Linked DNA regions of Mus musculus: region 1 is linked to region 2. A link is a contact called in public promoter capture Hi-C data. All regions are on one chromosome and are shown on one strand. Each heading gives the region's core, a stretch centred on a gene start, on an enhancer-like site or on the middle of the called end of the contact. The rest is flanking DNA. Distances are from core to core; before and after follow the strand shown. Region 1 overlaps Arel1 (apoptosis resistant E3 ubiquitin protein ligase 1). Region 2 overlaps Ltbp2 (latent transforming growth factor beta binding protein 2).

Evidence for each region. Capture Hi-C pulls out chosen DNA fragments and counts their contacts.
Region 1: a promoter capture Hi-C map of adipose tissue shows a contact between it and region 2. The contact joins two enhancer-like sites. A contact is called at or near these places in 6 of 484 Hi-C or Micro-C datasets (the G1E-ER4 cell line, Sertoli cells, embryonic fibroblasts and 3 more), 1 of 115 datasets of contacts at active chromatin or transcription factors (fibro-adipogenic progenitors) and 4 of 9 other capture datasets (adipose tissue, embryonic stem cells, liver and 1 more).

What each region holds. Positions count from the first base shown.
Region 1 is chr12:84,940,392-84,944,857 of GRCm38.p6, reverse strand. Arel1 (apoptosis resistant E3 ubiquitin protein ligase 1) reads left to right here. Exons shown (of 20, transcript NM_178065.5): 3 at 1,466-1,526; 4 at 2,901-3,127; 5 at 4,461-4,466. The coding sequence starts at 1,511. Among named protein-coding and RNA genes, the nearest start is that of Arel1, 28 kb to the left of the region's middle. Within about 2 kb of position 1,662, at least 14 of the 459 cell types and tissues checked have an H3K27ac peak or open chromatin away from gene starts, as enhancers often do. A contact at or near this core is called in adipose tissue, where this site is marked.
Region 2 is chr12:84,788,441-84,792,930 of GRCm38.p6, reverse strand. Ltbp2 (latent transforming growth factor beta binding protein 2) reads left to right here. Exons shown (of 36, transcript NM_001370743.1): 23 at 987-1,109; 24 at 1,209-1,334; 25 at 1,814-1,936; 26 at 2,558-2,689; 27 at 3,048-3,173; 28 at 3,704-3,847. Among named protein-coding and RNA genes, the nearest start is that of Isca2, 17 kb to the right of the region's middle. Within about 2 kb of position 1,905, at least 17 of the 459 cell types and tissues checked have an H3K27ac peak or open chromatin away from gene starts, as enhancers often do. A contact at or near this core is called in adipose tissue, where this site is marked.

The sequences.
Region 1 (4,466 bases), core at 413-2,912, 150 kb before region 2:
GTCATCACATTAGAAGAGTGTAAAGAATTCCCTTGAAGGGTAAGATTTGTTGATCCAGTGAGAAATCATGTCCTTTGTAATTGTTAATACATTTCTCCCTGAATTTCCTGTCAGCTCTGAAGCAAAGGAGGTATGATGCTGGTTCTATAGATAAGCAGCACAAAGACTGAAAGCTCACTGCAGTTCTAGGCTGACGTGTTAGCCCACTAAGTCCTAATAACACCCAAGTGAGGTGCCTGTGAGTACTCTCTCCATTTGACAGAGAAGAAAACTGGCTCTCAGTGGAGAGATTAGGTGGCTTGGCCAGGGTCACAGTTTGAGCTTATGAATCTGACTGAAGGATGGAGGCATCTGTCTGCTTGCTCCTCTGTGTTTCACTATTTGTTCCACTCTGCCTTTAGAGCTGTCAGTACTCTGATGAACTATGCCAGAGTTATGCTAAGGAGGTGAAGATAGTAAATCCTAACTTGTTAAAGCAGCAAGAACTGTCACACCCATGGAGGTGTAGATTAGCTATCGCCCTGGCCCTTCCTTCCTGTTTTGGTTTGCCGTTTGCCAGCTGCCTCATGGTGGGCAAAAGGTTGTAATTGTCAGAGGCAGGTAGGCACTTTCCTGTCCTTGTGTCTCAAGCCATGTGTCACCTCTCTCTCTCTTAAAACCTTGACGCACAATCAGATATAAATGCACACAGGTGCCTGTTCTCCTTTCCCTTTTCAAATTGTTCTGTGCTCTCCAAGGTTGGAGTCTAGAAATCTTTAGATGTCTAGTCTCTGAGTGCGGGATGCTGATGTACGAATTGGGGGAAAACAAGTTGAGTAACAGTGAAAATTCCCCCTCAGACTCTGGTCTTAGTGGACACCACTTAGGATGGAAGGTTTCATCCCCTCCTTTTTTTCCACAACTCTGCTTTCTGTTGAATCCATCTTCCCTAGGGCCCATCCGTTTGTCTGATCTGGTAATGTCACGAATGACTCCTCCTTTGTACCCGCTACTTATTATTGGGATGACCCAGAGTTCACTTTGCTTTCTTGATGCTAGCATGACGATCATATTTACTTGTAAAAAATATCTTCAATTTATATAGCTGTTTTTTCTACTTAGCTGGATTGCTTTCAGAGGGCAGATAACATGGGGGAAGTGCTCCATTATCCTCTTTCCTTGTCCTAATTAGCAGCACTCTTCACGGAAGAGGAACTAAGATGAGAGCTGTATCATTTCATATGTAGCTAGCACTAAATCAAGTGGCTGCCTTCTGAGAACGGTCAGTAGACCCTAAGCCCTTAGGCAGAGCGCCATAGTCTATTTGTGTGACACATGGCACAGGGCCCCTATCGGGCGTGGCAGAGAGGATGGGGACGTTAAGGCACGAGACTAGAGCTGGTAGGCTTACGGCACGTGCTCTGCTTTGTCTCCTGGGGTGGCTTTAAGGAGACCTGGAAGACACTGAACAGATGTTCTTTTGCAGTTGCAGCTGTGATCCTCGGCTGTCCGGTGGCGTTGAAGAGACCTGATGTTTTACGTTATTGGTATGTGATTGGATCGTTTCCCTTGTCTTTGGTTAATGTTGTCGAGTTCCTGTTTGCCTCCCTATCTCACCTTCTCCTTGAACATGGAGCTAGAAATAGCTCCACTTGTGCCAGAACGTACCCTCACACAGTTGGCAGAGTTCATTCATTTGGGAAATAGTTATTGAGTAATTATAGTGTGTGCCAGACACTGTTTACTGTAAAGTCCAAGTCAAGGCAAAAATCTGCCTGTAAGGAGTTCACAACACGAAGGGGGAGGTAGGTAAGTGAAGTTAGTAGATACAGAAGTTTGAGGGGGCCCAAAAGAAGGAAGCCCTAACTGATGGGACTTGTGGAAGGCTTTTGCCAAGTGGACAAGCAAACAAAAGGCTTCCAGGTGGAGGGAAGCAAGAGCACACTATGCTAAGCACTTCTGTGAGGGGCAGCATGGCAGGACGGTGGGAGGGGTTGTGCCTGGGCTTCGTGATAGACAACAGGGTCAGCAGACTGGTCTGTGAAAGGCAAGAGAACAAATACATTCCTCGTTTTGCAAACATACGGTCTCCTTCCACATACTCAGCTCTGCCTGGGTGGTTCGTTTAGGACTGGTGAGGTGATGTCCTAGCATAGCTTCATTTACAGAGGTGTAACACCAGGGTGGGGTTTGTCCTGAGATCAGTTAGCTAATTATGCTCTAGAAGCTCCTTTCTACACATTACAGTGTCCGTCCGTCCGTCCGTCCTTCCTTCCTTCCTTCCTTCCTTCCTTCCTCCCTTCCTTCCTTCCTCCCTTTCTCCCTCCCTTCCTCCCTTCCTCCCTTCCTCCCTTCCTCCCTTCCTCCCTTCCTCCCTTCCTCCCTTCCTCCCTTCCTCCCTCCCTTCCTCCCTTCCTCCCTTCCTCCCTTCCTCCCTTCCTCCCTTCCTCCCTTCCTCCCTTCCTCCCTCCCTTCCTCCCTTCCTCCCTTCCTCCCTTCCTCCCTTCCTCCCTTCCTCCCTCCCTTCCTCCCTTTCTCCCTCCCTTCCTCCCTTCCTCCCTTCCTCCCTCCCTTCCTCCCTTCCTCCCTTTCTCCCTCCCTTCCTCCCTTCCTCCCTTCCTCCCTTCCTCCCTTCCTCCCTTCTTCCCTTCCTTCCTTCCTTCCTCCCTTCCTTCCTCCCTCCCTTTCTCCCTCCCTCCCTTCCTTCCTTCCTTCCTTCCTTCCTTCCTCCCTTCCTTCCTCCCTCCCTTTCTCCCTCCCTCCCTTCCTCCCTTCCTTCCTTCCTTCTTTCCTTCTTTCCTCCCTCCCTCTCCTCCTTCGTTCTTACAATCTTGCAGATACTTCTGACTCCTTTAAGCATTGTGAGCTGCCAGTCTGTTCTGTAGTCGCTGTAATGTGGTTTGTGTTTCTCTTTCGTGTAGGTGGAATCATAGTGTCTGTGGTTGCATTCTTCTTCACAATTAAGTTCCTCTTTGAGCTTGCCGCACGTGTAGTCAGCTTTCTTCAGAATGAAGACCGTGAGCGCCGAGGGGACCGGACTATTTATGACTACGTGCGGGGAAATTACCTGGATCCCCGGTCCTGCAAAGTGTCCTGGGATTGGAAGGACCCCTATGAGGTGGGCCACAGCATGGCCTTCCGAGTGCATGTAAGGGAATGTTTCTGTCTCCATACCCGTCATGGTTTCTGAGTCATTTGCTTTCCAGGGACCGGTGCTGTCTTGTGCTGCAGGCTGGAATGTTAACATTTTCCCTTGTTTTCAGTTCCTCCCAGGAACTTGGGAATTATTAATATCTGGAGAGGCTTGAATTTTCCTATCCTTTGGTTTACTGGGTACATAGCTTTGAGGAAGTGGAAAGCCTAATGTTATGTTTTTCAAATAAAAAAAAGTGTTGAGGCTGGTTGGACACCCTGCTGTGATGCCTGCACCTGGGAGGCAGAACTCTCTGATCAGGAGTTCAAGGTCATCCTGTGTACATGGGGGTCTCAAAGCCCATTCTAAACTATATGGGACTCTGGCTCAAAACAAAACAAAATTTTCAATCCCAGCACTCAGGAAGCAGAAGCAGGCAGATCTCTGTTAGTTCTGGCCAGCCTGGTCTGCATAATGAGTTCCAGGGTCAGGGCTATGCTGGGTGACCTTATCTTAAAAAGGGATGGGGGGTGGCAAGAAAGAAAAGGGTAAAAGGAAAGGTGGGAGGAGCCATCCTAGATTAGTATAGTAAATGGAGCCGGAAAGCCCACGCCAGCCCAGTTTCTGTTTCATGGTGGTTTCTGAGACAGGATTTCCCTAAGTAGCTCTGACTGTCCTGTAACACACTATGTAGACTAAGCTAGCCTTACCATAGAGATCCACCTGCTTCTGATATTTGGATTAAAGGTGTGGGCCACAATGAGTGCCTGGCATTGTAGCTGCCTTATAGTTGGAACACAGCCATATTCGTCTTTCGGCTGCTTTCTCATCTGCATAGTTAGGGTAGCTGTGTGTGGTCCACAAAGCCATAAATACTTCCTCTCTGGCATTTTGCAAAGGAACTTTACAAGCCATGCAGCAGCTCTCCACGAGGTAGGACGAAGTTTGGTGTATGACCCTGAGTCGCCCCCGCCCCCAGTGCCAATGCTGCTGGTCACCTGCCCTCACATTGGGTTAGCACTGAGGCTAGAATAGAGCTGGGGACACTGAGGAGGCAGCATTTACTGTTCAGAAACCTCAAGTGTTCTTGACTTTGTAGTGTATGCTGCCCCGTCCTCTGCACAGGCAAAGACTTGTCCATGATTTAGTGGTTTTCTTGTCATGTTTATAAACATGTCTCTCGCTGTGTTTCTAAGACCAGAACTGAAAACTGAAAGGAACAGGTGGACACGGGTTTACCATTGTGACCTTGGGCGGTTGCTTCCTCTGCCCCACACCCTGGCCACATGGGAAGTGGTTCTCTCCCCCTTCTGTACTAATGGGTGCCCACCCCTCTCTTCCATTGCAGTTGTTC
Region 2 (4,490 bases), core at 656-3,155:
AGTGCAGATGGATTACAGTAGACTAACCAAGCATGTACAAGAAGAAACAAGAAACACACATGCACACCATGAAGGCACTGGTGTGCAGGCTGCAGTGTCTCAGGGGTACCAAGGGGGATAACAAGAAACACGAGACACATGTGGTTCCTTGGGCCTTGGCCTAGACTGAGTGATACCCTATTATATGCTTCAAGAGCAGGGGTTCTCAGCCTGTAGGTCTCGACCCCTTTGGGGATCAAATGACTCTTTCACAGGGGAGGCATATCAGATATCCTGCATATCAGATGTTTATATTATGACTCATAATAGTAGCAAAGTTACAGTTATGAAGTTGGAATGAAATAATTATATGATTTGGGGTCTCCACATGAGGAACTGTATTAAAGGGTTGCAGCATTAGGAAGGTTGAGAAGCACAATTCTAGAGTGTCCGTTGTGCTTCCCAGTAGTGTTAATAATGCCTATGATCCCAACAATCGAGTGGCCCGGTCCAAGGCCAACCAGGGCTACTTAGCGAGAGAAGGGATGTAGGGGTCGGGGGCAGGCAGGACAGCTGTGATGATCCAGGATCGTAACCCTGGCCTTTAGGAGGTAGAAACAAGAGGATTAGGAGTTCAAGGTCATCCCTGGCCATCTTGGAGGCAAGGCCAGTGCTTAACTACATGAGATCCTATCTCAAAACAAACTTACACACAGGCAAAATAAATGACTGTCTCAGGCTCCAGGCTTCTGTTCCCTCGACTCACTTCCCATTGCTTCTTAACCCAAGACAGGGGAAGGAGGCTTGGGTTTCCCTGGACTAGGACTGTTGGGTGAGAAAGGAACCCAGCCAAGGCTAGACCAAATGGAAAGATCTCTTGCCATCCTTCTCCCCGTGGTCCTCTCCTGAGCTTCTCCCAGCTGTGCTGCTCTGGGAAAAGAGATAAACGTCACAGGTCCAGTCCCCTCAGGCAGGTGATAGGTCCCTTCCTGTGTGTGGCCTTACAGATGTGGATGAGTGTGAAGGTCCCCAAAGCAGCTGCCGGGGAGGCGAATGCAAGAACACAGAAGGTTCCTACCAATGCCTCTGTCACCAGGGCTTCCAGCTGGTCAATGGCACCATGTGTGAGGGTGAGTACCCAAGTCTCCTGTCAGGAGCTGGGGACAGTGAGTGTCTTGCAGAGGTGAAGGCATCCCTGGAGACACGCCCTTCCCATCTTGCCCCTGCAGACGTGAATGAGTGTGTTGGGGAAGAGCATTGTGCTCCTCACGGCGAGTGCCTCAACAGCCTGGGCTCCTTCTTCTGCCTCTGTGCACCCGGCTTTGCTAGTGCTGAGGGGGGCACCAGATGCCAGGGTAAGAAGTCAGCGTGGTCATGTCTAAGGTCCACCAGCAGGACTGGTTTCTAGATCAGAGTACCTTCTGAACACCCTTACTGAAGTGAACAGCATACCCACAGCCCACCCGGGACTGGGGAGGACTGGGGAGATGTGAAAGATCCAGGAAGTGCTTAGAGTCAGTCAGAGGGCCCTCTGTGATGCCTGTGGCAGATGTGCATGCTCTCCAGGGTCTCAGTGTTCCCTTTCTCCTGCTGACGGAGCCCCACCCCCCACTAGAGCCCTTCCCCCAGCGTGGCCTCAGGTTCCTGGCACTGGACTGGTCCCCTTGATCCTCCTACTCTGAGCTTCTCCCTCGATCTCCTGTGGGCTCCTTGAGGTCTGAAGGAAGCAGCTTGGGGCCCTAGCAAGCTCTAAAGAGACCCGTTAGCTGCATCTGCTCACGGGCATCTCTATCCTACCGTTAGCTGCATCTGCTCATGGGCATCTCTATCCTAGATGTTGATGAATGTGCAGCCACAGACCCGTGTCCGGGAGGACACTGTGTCAACACAGAGGGCTCCTTCAGCTGTCTGTGTGAGACTGGCTTCCAGCCCTCCCCAGACAGCGGAGAATGTTTGGGTAAGGACTCTAGGGACGGGGTGGGGCTCGGCTTTACTTCTGCCCGCCTCTGTCCCCATGTCCTTCTTAGCTCCCTGGAACGATGAGCACAGCTTCTCAGGAAGTAAAGCATTTTCTACAGGATTCAAAGTATACTGTATTTATAGAGATTCTGATGACTGGAGGGACTTACCCAAGGCTGGCATGATAAAGACAATAATCTTTATACCAGCAGAGCCCACCATCTAGTTGTAAAGGCCAGATACATTCAGCAGATACCAAACACCTGCTACGTTCAATCTCTTCTGGTAGGACAGATGGTTACAGACCATCTTGAAATTGGAAAGGGAGCTAGATATTGAAGAAAGCTCCCTGATCCTCACTGGGGTGAAAATGGTCCAGAGGAGGCCGAGCACGCTCGCTCTCAGAGCTTCCCAAATGGTGTGTAGTTGTCTTCCTAGATGCCCAGCCCTGCTGGGTCAGGGGAAACTATCCTGAGTGCATCTGCTTGGGGTGAGGTGAGCACAGTGATTTGAAAGAGACCTCAGAAGCAGAGGGATATGAGCTTGTAATGTCAGCCAGGTAGGGTCAGAGCAGTGACCTGAGCCACACATCTGCCCCCTCTCATGGCTCTGGGGACAGATATTGATGAGTGTGAGGACCGTGAAGACCCGGTGTGCGGAGCCTGGAGGTGTGAGAACAGTCCTGGTTCCTACCGCTGCATCCTGGACTGCCAGCCTGGCTTCTATGTGGCGCCAAATGGAGACTGCATTGGTGAGTAGGAGGATGGAGGTCAAGGCGGGAGGGCCAAGGAGGGCTCAGGGGAGTGAGGAGAGCCAAGAACAGTTGGTTTTTTCCTTCATTGAACTAGAAACAATTTCTCCCAAGAACACTCACTGTTTGGGCACTTCTTTGAAATTTGTGTATTTCCTGTACAGTGACACTTACACAAAAATTAAAGAAGAACGTTAGAGTTAAGGGTTTCTTGTGCTGTGTCCAGGGGTTGTTTTTTTGTTGTTATTGTTGTTTGTTCATTGGTTTGTTTTCAAATCTTGGTGTTAATAGACCAGATAAATAAGTACTCCCCGCAAACATAGGGACTATGCATACCCTGGTCCCCATTGTCCCTCAGACATAGATGAATGTGCCAATGACACTGTGTGTGGGAACCATGGCTTCTGTGACAACACGGACGGCTCCTTCCGCTGCCTGTGTGACCAGGGCTTCGAGACCTCACCATCAGGCTGGGAGTGTGTTGGTGAGTAGCCTGCGGGCTACCCCAGGTCTGGGCTAGGAAAGACGCTGGGACCCTTCTCATTTCCACCAATGGTTGTCTTTCTTGAAAGGAGGTACTAGGCCCTCTCCAGACACATTCTTGTTTCTGGGGCTCCATGATAGGACCCCAAAGGGTGGATCGTGGGGAGGGAGAATTCCCCCCCAGCTAGCACTGCTGCTGGGCGGGTAGGATGGAAGGCCAGTCCTGCTGCAGAGGGAGCAAGCAAAGAAGAAAGAGACCTCCTGTCCCACTCGCTTCCCTAGAGAGCTTGTGGACACGAGACACCAGAGGAGGGAACGCTCCTCTTTGTTTGCTTTCATAACCATTTTCAGCAACCCCTCTTCTCTGTTCCATACCACACCCTCTACCCACCAGGCCCCCTTCCCGATAATCCGCATCTACTTTTGCTTCCTCCAAGCGTGGTCCTCTTGGGGGACGAGAACCTGCCTGCGCGGGCTGGAGCCAGGGGCAGGGTGTACTTGCTTCCTCCTCTCTGTCCTCATGCCTGGCAGATGTGAACGAGTGTGAGCTCATGATGGCAGTGTGTGGGGATGCGCTCTGTGAGAACGTGGAAGGCTCCTTCCTGTGCCTTTGCGCCAGTGACCTTGAGGAGTACGACGCAGAAGAAGGACACTGCCGTCCTCGGGTGGCTGGAGGTGAGACCTGGGAGGCCCCTTCCCTTCCTGCCACTTTCCATAAGGACTCCGGCTTATAAAAGCCATCCCAGCTCCAGCTACTTAGTAGAGTTCAGTGGGCCAGTGTTGGGGGTGTGGATTACTGTTGGATGATAGAGAGGACAGGAGTCTGAGGGCCACATTTGCCAGCACGTGCCAGACAACATTCCCACTGAATGGCTAGGATGACCAAGGGAAACTCAGGGTGCTCTGTCACCTAGAATAGCCCTCCAGGGGACCTCTGATTGAGTTTGTTACAGAGACCCTGAGTCCACGCAATCCTTGAATAGGTCTTTTAGATTAAGGAGGCCTTGAAGTTGAACTAAGCTGGACCCTACCCTTCTCATTGCTACTCTACCCCAGGCTAGACCATAACTCAGCTGGCTTCAGTGACTTGGAAAAAAAAGTAAGGGGAACTTTATAAGGAAAAATGGAGGGGAGAATGGTTTGGGGTCCCTGAGAAGCAGAAGGGACCAGAAGAATGTTCATATGGTATGCCCAGAGATGGGGATTGTCCATGGGGGTTGTTGGCAAGTAGTGCATTAGAAACATCAGGGCCTTGGGCATCAGAGGCACTGGAAACCGAGTCCCATTTCATCCCTTAATAACTCCTTAAATGGCCGGG